Linked DNA regions of Zea mays: regions 2 and 3 are each linked to region 1. Evidence: chromatin contacts called from public Hi-C data. All regions are on one chromosome and are shown on one strand. Each heading gives the region's core, a stretch centred on a gene start, on an enhancer-like site or on the middle of the called end of the contact. The rest is flanking DNA. Distances are from core to core; before and after follow the strand shown.

Region 1 (3,555 bases), core at 324-2,823:
TATTATTATTCAGTTAATGAGCCCTTGGACTACACTCGGTAGGAAGGGGTTCTTAACAAAAAGAAGACATGTTTCGGTCGTGTTTTAATTCACTTGAATAGAGATTAAGACCTTAATAAATCTCTACTATACTTAAAGCACCAGTTTCAACAGTCGTCCCGCATCATCTTTTTACAAAAAAGTCCCTCAACGGTCGTCCTGCGTCATCTTTTTACAAAAAGTCCCTACATTTCTTCCAAATCAACTCAGTGTAAAATGTTAAAAAGCAGTACAGGAGGTGGGGTTTGAACCCACACCCTTATGGAAGAAGGTTGGGAGACACTGGGCGAAGCTAACTAACCAGTAGAACATCATGCTTAGGTGTTTATAATATTGAATATAAATTGTACATATGTATATATGATTTTTTTGTAAAACAAAAAAATAATTGTGTCGGGCCGGGCCAGCACTACGGGCCGAGGCTACAACCCAAGCACCGCACGACGCTCGTGCCGGGTTGGCCCAGGCACTATTAAATGGGTCGTGCCTCGAACCGGCTCGCCAGACACGACTCATTTGGCCATCTATACCTCCCCACGATAATGATGATCCTTGCCTCAGTTGCCACCACCTCGTTCGCCATTCTACTTCTTTTCTCTCTCTCTCTCTCCTCATGCCTCCACCTTCGCGCCACCCCATTCTCGGCACAGGGCGTAGGAGCATGTGCCTACTCCTCGTATTCGTCTAACACCAGCCCAACACCGACTCGCGCAGTGTCTATTGCACGTCCACGAGGACGTTTCACATCATGCGCGCACCATCGTTTTCGCTGTCGTCGGACGTCCCGTTCGTCTTCCCGGCCTTCGCCCTATTCTTCCTCCCCAACTTGCTGCCCCCGCCCACGGTCGCAGCCGTGAGCCGACCGGCGCTCGTCAACACGGGTACGAGGCGAGTCGGTCAAAACTCCTGGCCTTTCTCCGTGCGTGCCGTCGAGGAGGACATGGTGGCGCCTGACACGCTTAGATTATCTTGGTGATGATGAGTCCAGGTCTGAGATATTGGACAACCAAGGCCCGTAGCGTGGCAGTAGTCGGCATATGCTACGGAGTTGGTGATAGCGTTGTGTCGCTTCGGCGGGTCCAGGGCTGGGAAGACACTCACATTCTCTCGCCCTTCTCGGATTGACCGTCTAGTGCGTGTGCCTCTCGGGTTGGAGCTGCTCCGGCTGGGCTTCTTTCTCCGATTGCGTGCTCTCTCCCTATATATCTAGCATTATACTACCTATGTTGCCTCCAGATGCACATATCTTCGTCGTGTCTTTCTTCGGCATGAACATGTATGTCCGCCTCTTCACTTCCCCTCTTGCTCTACGAAACCTTGAAAGTGGGGGAGTCGAGTGATGGGGTCTCTGATTTACTGCCTATGGTACCTGTGCGTTTATAAACAATATTATGCGAAGTGCGGAGACAATCAACAAAAAAATCTTAAAATTTTTTAGTGAATAATTTACGTGTGTATTGTTGTGAGCCGTCGCAATGCACGGTCTTTAAAAGTTTATAGACCTACGAAATATCTACATTGAAAATGTCACATGCTAAACTTTCCCCCCTACATAATCGGCAATAGTGCGGGCTGCGGCACCGCAGCAGCGCCATGAACGCCGTCGAACCCTCCGCCGCCGCCATCGCCGAAGACCCCATTACTCCGGCCGCCTCCGCAGCCCCGTACCCTGGCCGCCTCCGCGAAGCACTTACCGCCCTTTCCGAGGTAACCCATTAACCCGATCTTAGTACACCTTAATCTCTCGAACCAATTGCTTCTTTCCGGTCCCGGTCTCCCGGAGCCCTTTTAAACTCTCACCATCTCCGTTCCACCACAGGCTTGCGAGTCCGGCAACTTCAATGCTTCCGAAACCGCCTCCTTCACCATCTCCGACATTCTTGACACCGCAGCCGGCGTAAGTGGCGAGCTCGATGACGGGAGCGACGACAGCCAAGACGCGTCGAGGTCAGGGGCCTCCGAAGTGCTGCTTCGCGAGGTGCTCGAGTTCCTCTCTCGCCCGTCATCGATCTCGAACCAGGTCGGAACGCGTTCCTCTCGAATTGACGTGTCTTGCGATTTTTTTGATGTGCTTGGGAGAACGGATAACGATGGGTGTTTGGCGTACTGATTTCGTTGTTATGTCCTGACAACAGATGGCCCTTGACGCGCTCTCGCTTGTGCTTCCCAAACCCGTGGCGAAGCTAGGGGCTCGAATGGGGAGATGCCGGGATGTTGCCGCAGCTATCCTAAAGTTCTTCGTGACGAATTGCAATCCGAGGGACATGCTCTCCATCCTCTGTGAGGTTTGTTATACTTCGATTTATACAGAGAAATGCTATACAATGCTCTTTCTCTCTCTCTCTGTCCTCCATATCTGGCAGGCTTAGAAGAATTTTTTGGGGAGGCAGGCAGGCCAGGGAGTGGGGATAGGAGAGATGGCGGCGAGGTGGAGGCACGGTAATGCCACTTGAGCAGGCGGCGGTTAGGCCAGGTTGGGGGCGGGGCAACCATCATCAAGAGGTCTTCTGGGGGAGGGGAAGGAGGAGGTTGCTGCAGCGAGGTAGGGTCTCATTGGAGCTTCACGGCTGCGGCCGTAGCCGTAGAGCTCTAGCGAAACCCTACTGCGCCCGCAGGCTGGTTGGCTGTGGGGCATGTTAGGAGGAGGAAAAGAGGCAGAAAGGCTCTAAGTGACTGAGGACTCAGGAAGGGATAAACCAAGGCAAGCCAGCTAAGATACGAAGAAAAAACCGGACGACGGAAGAGCCCAAAACACTAGAGTGTTGCATAGACAAATTCTCTAGATATATTAATTTCTTGACTTCTCGTTCTTGGTTGCATAACTGTCGTTTCGCAATGACGATAGAACATTTCTCTGTTCTTGGGAATTTGAGCGTGTTAATGCTTGCAAGTTGTGTGTACATTTGCTGATAGGAAATTTCTCAACACTTAGGCCCCCTAGGAATCAGTTCATGTTCATAGGAAAAACACAGGATACATGAAGAATTTCATTGTTCCAAAGGGGACTTAGAATGCTGTTTGCAAATTGTGACTACATTTTGCAAGGAGGATCTTGGCTCCTTTCTCACCCAGAAGTAATTGTATATGTCCAAAGGCTCATGACTGATGGTCATTTGGGATCTGAGATGGTTGATATGGTTTCTTCTCATCTAACAGATCTGGATTAATCTTTACAATCTTTACTTGTAGTTGATGTTATCTTTTGGCCATACTAAGAAAAAACTCAACCTGCAGGGGTTAAGACCCCAACCCCCTGCACTCATACACAACGGTAAGCCCATGTGAGAATTTTCACGACTGGGGCTGGACTTAGATATGCGCTTTGGTGTAGGACAGACGAAATGATTTTTTTAACCCTAGACTAAAATTCACTCCACATGGAATTAAACCATGCTACTCGAGCCACCTAATCAACTTAGATAGAGGCCCTTTCGTGTCTTAGCCTAGACTTGTGTAATGCAAGTGGTTCCTCATTTTTTTGATCTTAATGTTCTGTAGGGGTTTCCTACAATATAT
Region 2 (3,555 bases), core at 578-3,077, 310 kb before region 1:
AGCCCCTAGAGCCCACCCGACTCCACTTCCAAAGTAACCCAGCCGCTACATCTCCAGCATGCGGCCCGAGTAGATCCTCGAGGTGCCGAATTCAACCGTATGACCGAGCTACAGGTCTACCGCCGCCGAACCGCTAAGCGTCTTCTCAGACGACGGCGTGGCCGGCGACGCGCTCGCAGCAGACGACGACAAGGAAGAGGATGGCATGGTCACGTACTATTGGTGGCGGTGGACGGTCAGCTTGACGTGGGGCAGATCTCCGGTGGAGCAAGAACAGGGAGGGCAAGCAAAGAGATGAAAAAACTAGGGTTTCGGCAGCGCGTGCTCGAGTAGGTGAAAAACCTCAACCCGAGCCCAGCTTTTTATAGGCCTGGAGCGGTGCCTCGGGAACTCAACAGTCCCATAGTAACATGTCTCATCAACGGTCACATCTCAAAAAACCCCGTGGGACCACTTCGAGCGAGGGCAGCATTTTCGCCATCTCACGACAGACTTCGGCACCAGCTGACTTAGTGGAACTGGTCCCTTAGAGGGAAAATGTTGGGGCGAAGGTGTAACGCCCCCCTCGCTCGATGTGTCCGCGCCAGAGGATTCAAGACTGAAGACCACAAATGCCTAAAAATTGAGCCACTCTGCGAAGTGCTTAGGGACGACGCACTTGTGAATACTCAGGCACTACCTTCGCCCGGATAGGCCGACGCGAAGACCATCAAGGACTCCGGAGATCGAGCAAACTAGGACTACGAAGACCATGCGTTGTAATCTTCCACATTGTAAAATGGGGCCCGTGTATAGTCGGTCCATGTCACAGGGTCCCGACCATAGGCCGCCACGCTGGTAGGGCTGATAGAGGGTTGGCCCATGTCTATAATTGATTACGCTATAATGACCCGCCATAACCCCCCCAAGGGGGAATATTCCGGGGATAACCTAGGTAACTGAGGGTGTAATTGTCCTTGGCATGGCAGGGCCGACCCTCGGTTACCTATAAATACCCCCATAATGTACCATTGCGGGGGACGGAAAAAAACACAGTTGCCCTAATACCTTGCATCTACTAGCATCAAACCGCTTTCTATTCTCCCACCGTTTGAGCTTGGTTGGCCCCGAGTTAGCAAGTTCCAACACTCCCCTTAATCTTCCTCTTCTCTATGGGTGGATTGAAGGGAAAAGGACTATGTCACTTTAATGGTGTTGCGCTGCTTTGGTTCTCTTCAGAAATCTTAACAGGTGACTAACATCAGACACGATCGGGAAAGGATAATAGAGCGACAGTGGGTATCCGTAAGATTGGAGTGACCTAGTGCGAGGGTGTATGTGCTAAAGATGCATTTACGGTTAGATCCTCATTTGAAGACCCAGAAAACTCGTTTGCTAATTGCACCCAAGTCTTGTTTGCATACATTGTATTGTATGTTTTTCATGTACCATAATTTAGATATCTATTTTTATTTTCTATCCACATAGATATGTGAAGAGGATGGTTGCCCGCCTCTCCCTGCTGCTGGCGAGGACGACAGAGACAGAAGGGTAGGGATGAATACGGGATGGGTACCCGGAACGGGTATCGGATATGGGTACGAAAACGTGCGAAATTTTTAAATGCGGATACAGGTTTTTTTTGACGGGATGGATACGGATACTACACAGATATTGAATCCCGGATACGGGTAGAATACAGAATCGCGAGTACCCAGTAAGTACCTATCCTGGGTCAGATACGGGTAGCGGTGGTCGGATACCCGGACCAAAGTGATGCTGCGCTGCTGTCTGTGGGCTGCGTGCCTGTGCGCTTGATGCCTGGGCCTGCTGGCGGCTGTGCTGCTCCCTGCTGAGCCCATTACACCAATTCAGCAGAAAGCAAGGCCTAAAGCTTCTAGATTAGGTGGCCATTTGGTAGTGGCTGAGTCGATGAGAGACATCATGGTTGGTTTGGACGCTTGGTCGTGCATCGCTGAGGCATCGTGCACAGCTAACGTGGCATTTCTTATATTTGAACTATATATTTCTTAATTTATATAATTGTTGTAGGGTTGGACAATTAATATTATCAGGATGAACTACCCGACAACTATCCAGAATATCCCGTTTCTTACCCACCCGGATTATTACTCGGTCCCGTTTTGTATTCGTCCCGAATTTTAACTATCCATATCTAGTCTTGTATCCGATAAAAATACATTAGAGTAGGATAGAGGATAACCCTATATCTAGCTATATCCGTACCATTTTCATCCCCACATAAGAGAGGATGCAAGCAGCCGCAGCAGGGGTAGAGATTTCCGAGACTCGTGCGGCCTCGAGCGGATAAAGTTGACCTCTTCTCACTTAGTGATGAGCCTATTCACAATCATTCAGTTGCACAAGCAAGGGCCATAGAAAAATGAAACAAATATAACATTGATAGAACAAATATATAAAACTTCATTGAGAAGTTGAAAGAAACAAGTGAAAACCCATTGTTTCACCATTCAGGGTGCTCAAAGGTTCGCCCTCCCAGCAAACTATGTAATCCGCATGTAACAAGGAACACGACAAGAAAGATACATCAAATGCGAAAATGGTGTAAGCTAATATTTGTCCTCGGCTCCCAGTCCCCGTGATTTCGGTCGCCTTACTCCGGTCAAGGGGGTGGCAATGCCCTGGCCATCCTTCCCCAGTCCGGACCCTGGGACAAACCCCATATTCACCATCATTTTGGAGCCAAAACCCTTGGTGTGTTTCTCAAAGGAGCCAACGCCACTCGTCTCTGGTGCCCACACATTCCGCCTCAGCTCTGAAATTAATTTGATGGGTTCTGCCCTTGCTTTGATCGCCTCAGCCACACTGTCAAATTCTACACCTAGTCCAAGAGATTTGGGACGATGCACGGCTTGTATCGGCTGCACTATACCTTGGCCATCTTTACCAAGGCCAGTGCCCTCGATGAATCCCATTTTGGCCATCATCTTTGAACCAAAGCCCTTGGTGTGCACCTCAAAGGAGCCTAGATGGGTGGAGTTACTTTCAACAGGTTTAACACACGAGGTATCACCACCACTTGGGCCAGCTATTGCCTCAGTAAGGGAGTCCACAATGGTTCCACACTTGACAAAAGATACTGGACGCTCTGCGAAGGAGACCTGTTTCTTGGTAGATTTATTTCCACTGGATTCCCAGTGTTTTACACACTTTCCTGGAGCAGAATGGCCCTTCAGTCGTGCTGGGCCTTTAGAGCTCGAGACAGAGTTCTCAGATTCAGTCCCCAAAAGCTGGAATCATTTAACAAAGTGGTTAGATAACATATATATTGAAACAATTAGCAGTGAGGAGACCAGCATCAAGAAGGGGGATAAAGGGAATAGTGGCATCTTTTGAAACACAAAAATGGCATGATACAATTTGATCAGTAATTAAAGCTTTATATGATACAATTGGGGCTGGACAAAAAAAACTCATTGAGCTGGCTCTGTAACTAGTTTCAAAATTGTTCCGATTGAACTCGTTTTTCATTTAAAATAAAACAGATGATTTTGAATTACTGATAGATTGGAAAACTCATAAATAAGATTACAT
Region 3 (3,555 bases), core at 780-3,279, 290 kb before region 1:
GATTCCACTCGCTTGCTTCAGCGAGGAAAACTTGCTTGGTTAGGCCCCGCAGCAAGGAAATGTGTATTTTGCTGACCTTTGGCTGAGCAAGGCCTGGCAAGGCTTGCCAGTGGAACCAACGCATCCTCAAGTCTTAACTTTAATAAGAACTTTTCAATCCATTACAACAATCAATAAATCACAAAGTGAAAAGCTCAGCTAATTTATTGCACCCGCGGACATACTAGAAACACTAATGATGACCAATGTTTCATACTTCAGTTATGCGAAGACAGATTGTCTTCAATAACTTCTCCAAAAAAACAGCATGACAAATTGTGTTCCAATTCCAAAACAACAAATATCTCCATTTATAGCAATATCAAATTGCTAATGTTCAAATTGGAGAGCAGGTATCTCATAAAAGTAGGAATATATAGCCACTATCAAAGATAAGTTTAAAAAAAGAGTTGCTTCACTACCCTCTATTCTAGAAACCTCATCCTCATTCTTCAACCCTGAGAAAGCAAGTGACCAACCGATGATAGTTTTATGAGATTTATAAGTGGATTGACTGGGTACTAATATACTCTTATTTTCTCCAGTACATTGCGTCAATGAATGCAAGCACAATGTATCTAGTAAGGTTTATATCAGGTTAGCCCATTATCCAAGACATCTAGATTCTCGTTTTACAAAATTTAACAAATTTACCACAGAAACCAAAGGAAAACACAGGGCAAGAAATGGAGAACCTAATACCTGGCCTGCTCTGATAGTTTTTGCTTTTCCTATCATCTTTAGGCCACGACTGTGAGAGCTGAGAGGATGATGATCCTGTCTTCATCCCCTTTCTTGACCTGTTTGGCATCCAGACATTGTTCACCATGAACATATCTTCCTGGTCCATCACTTGCATGCTTGACAAATCCCTGTCACAAACCATTCCTTTTCCCTTCCGCTGCTCAAGGGAGTTCCGCCTCTTCATCCCATACTGCTCGGATGCAGTCATTAGTGCATAACCCTCAAGCTTTTCCTTCCCCTTCTTCACAAACCCATCATTGTCATTTGTATACATCTGCTCTATAGTATCTGCATCACCCAAATTCATACTAGTGATCCACTTACTGCTCAACAGCTCGTCACTCCCACCAATACCCTCCATGTAATCAGCAACAACCTCATTGTCAACTGAAGAAGAATCCCCGGTGCTCAAATCTTCATCTGATTCCGATCCTAATGACTCGCTATCAGATATTGAATCTCTCTCCTCGCCTTGCCTATCTTCCTCGTCACTGTCACCATCATCATTCTCAAATCTCTCCCCATCACCTGAGTTGGGCTCTAAATCCACATCAGAGCTGCTCATCCGATCCGATTCTGATGATGAGATGTCCTCCGTGTAAATCCTGACTCCCCCAATCAACAAAAATCCTGGGTTGGCCTTCGCCCTCTGCTCCTGCTTCCGCTTGGGCGTCTTGAAGGAGACATCTTCCTCTGTCAGCTCTTTCAATTTGAGCTCCATCTCATCGTGTCCTCCATCCCGGAATCCTAACCCGAGATGCAGCCCTCTATCACAGGCCTCCTCCTCGTCCGCACTCAGCACAAGCCCGGTCTCACCGAGCACGGCGGGGCCGTACGAGTACATCGGGACGGAAGCGGCTGGGTCGGCGCAGGGTGCGGTGTCGATGGTCACCTCCAGTGCCTGCGCCTGATCACGCTCCGGATAAGCGGAGCAGGAGCGGAGGGAAGGATAGCTAAAGGGGACGGCGTGGGAGGACTCGCCATCGGAGTAGGCGCCGCAACGCCGGGCGCACCGCCCGCGGCTGCGGCCGCCCGAGGCGGGGGAGAAGGCGGCGGCGACAGAAGCGGGGGAGACAAAAGACGGGAGCTCGGGGACGGGACGACGACGACCTGCGCCGGCGCTACGCTGAGGCCCGCCGGCGGTGGGGTTGCGTGCGCGGCGGCGCTTGCCGCCGGGCATTGTTTTGGTGGCTAGGATTGCGATGTGCTCGCGTCAGGCCTGGCGTGACCGACGCGAGCGGCGGTTTGGTAGCCTGTCTTTCTTGAGGGCTAAGATAATAAAACCGTGCGCTAGTTTGGGAGCCGCAGAATTGGAAGAGATTGGAGAGCTAAAATCCTCTCCTTATTTATTTTCAAGGAGTAAATAGAAATTATAATAGAAAGAGCAGGCCTGCGAGCAGTGAGTGCCCTTTGTAAGTTGCGAGCCTACCTATCAAACTATAGGCGCCTTACCGCCCTCCTTACTTTTTTGAATTAGAAAGAAGGGAATGAAAGACAAAGAAAGAGATCATGTTATTTATGATCGGAGAAAAAGAAGGGGCGTGGTTGATGTGTCACTGGGAACTCATATGAAGGGGAGGCGACCGGCCTCATTCACATCTGAAATCGCCAACATGAACACAAACGAAATCGTCGAATTTTGTATAGAAAAAAAAAGAACCACTTCTATTCTCTTCTCTTTTCTTAGGTATATGAAGAATTGCTTTTTGGTCCCTTTCATCCAGTGGTTAGGACATCGTCTTTTCATGTCGAAGATACGGGTTCAATTCTCGTAAGGGATATTACTTCATCCTAGCCTTCAAATCGTTGGTGATGATTATCATATAATCCCCTTGCTTTGGAGTGAAGAAAAGAAGTTCGATCAGTTCATTCAATTAGGAAGCGTCAAACTAGGCTTTTCTTTCAACGAATGTCTCATTCTAATCTACCTAACGGATCCCTTTGCTACTAAGCGAGCCAACTATCTATCGACAGACCCATCAGCTTTGCACTTAACTAACCCATTTATTTCCAACAGTTTGACGCCCCATTCCTCGTTTTCCCACTTGTACTTCTATGCCTTGCCCTATGGAGAGGAGTCTTCTTTCTTCGGAAAAAACGACCGAACTCGATTAAGTATTTCCCATAGAGAAAAAAGCCCACTAATAACTGGAGGTAGTAGCCCTTCCTTCAAAATGAATAAGGAGGGGATTTTAGCTCTCCAATCCCCTCCGATTATACGGCTCCCAAACTAGCCTTGTGTTTGGTTGTTTGGTCGGGGCGTGGAGCCTAGCCACATGGCAAGGATACAAGGGTTTGTTTAGACGGACAGGTCGCCTATATAATTATTTAAAAAGTAATTATTTAAAGATTGATTTGCACTGTTTTATATTGTAGAAATCAGTGTTCGCTAAGTAAAATTTAAATATGGGTATAAGGTAATGTTTGGTTACAGAGCCAGTTAGAATGGAGCGTGGCTCCATCCCAGGGAGGTTGCGACTGTGATCAGGAGATTTTGAAGATAAATGATTTCGTATTTTAGCACAATTTTTTACAACCACTCTATTCCACAGAACCAATCCAAACAACAACAAATTGAGAATGGAGTGGCTCCATCCCATCATACTTTGGAACTATACATGTCTAAATGGGCGGACCGCGCCGACCCGGCCCCAGCCCGACTAGGGCCAGCACGGATTGGGATCGTGCCGGCCCGGCTCGGATTAGCTAGCGGGCCGTGCCGTGCCGGCCCACGGGCCTCCAGCGAGGCCCAAGCACGACACGCTAAGGTAT

The links. Hi-C and Micro-C count contacts between places; a contact is called where the count stands out from the background.
Region 2: a contact with region 1 is called in a Hi-C map of leaf, with 2.7 times the contacts expected there. The contact joins the enhancer-like site here to the promoter of LOC100191395 in region 1. A contact is called at or near these places in 9 of 25 Hi-C or Micro-C datasets (bundle sheath, ear, leaf and 3 more).
Region 3: a Hi-C map of endosperm shows a contact between it and region 1, with 3 times the contacts expected there. The contact joins the promoter of LOC100286119 here to the promoter of LOC100191395 in region 1. A contact is called at or near these places in 12 of 25 Hi-C or Micro-C datasets (bundle sheath, ear, endosperm and 5 more).

The regions. Positions count from the first base shown.
Region 1 is chr1:148,766,247-148,769,801 of Zm-B73-REFERENCE-NAM-5.0, forward strand. It overlaps LOC100191395 (aberrant lateral root formation 4), which reads left to right and starts at 1,574. Exons shown (of 14, transcript NM_001136829.1): 1 at 1,574-1,746; 2 at 1,859-2,059; 3 at 2,175-2,324. The coding sequence starts at 1,633.
Region 2 is chr1:148,456,369-148,459,923 of Zm-B73-REFERENCE-NAM-5.0, forward strand. LOC100286119 (G-patch domain containing protein) reads right to left here. Exons shown (of 6, transcript NM_001159007.2): 6 at 2,381-3,251. The coding sequence ends at 2,571. Among protein-coding and RNA genes, the nearest start is that of LOC100286119, 18 kb to the right of the region's middle. Within about 2 kb of position 1,828, at least 17 of the 20 cell types and tissues checked have an H3K27ac peak or open chromatin away from gene starts, as enhancers often do. A contact at or near this core is called in bundle sheath, ear, leaf and 1 more, where this site is marked.
Region 3 is chr1:148,474,249-148,477,803 of Zm-B73-REFERENCE-NAM-5.0, forward strand. LOC100286119 (G-patch domain containing protein) reads right to left here and starts at 2,030. Exons shown (of 6, transcript NM_001159007.2): 1 at 742-2,030. The coding sequence starts at 1,963.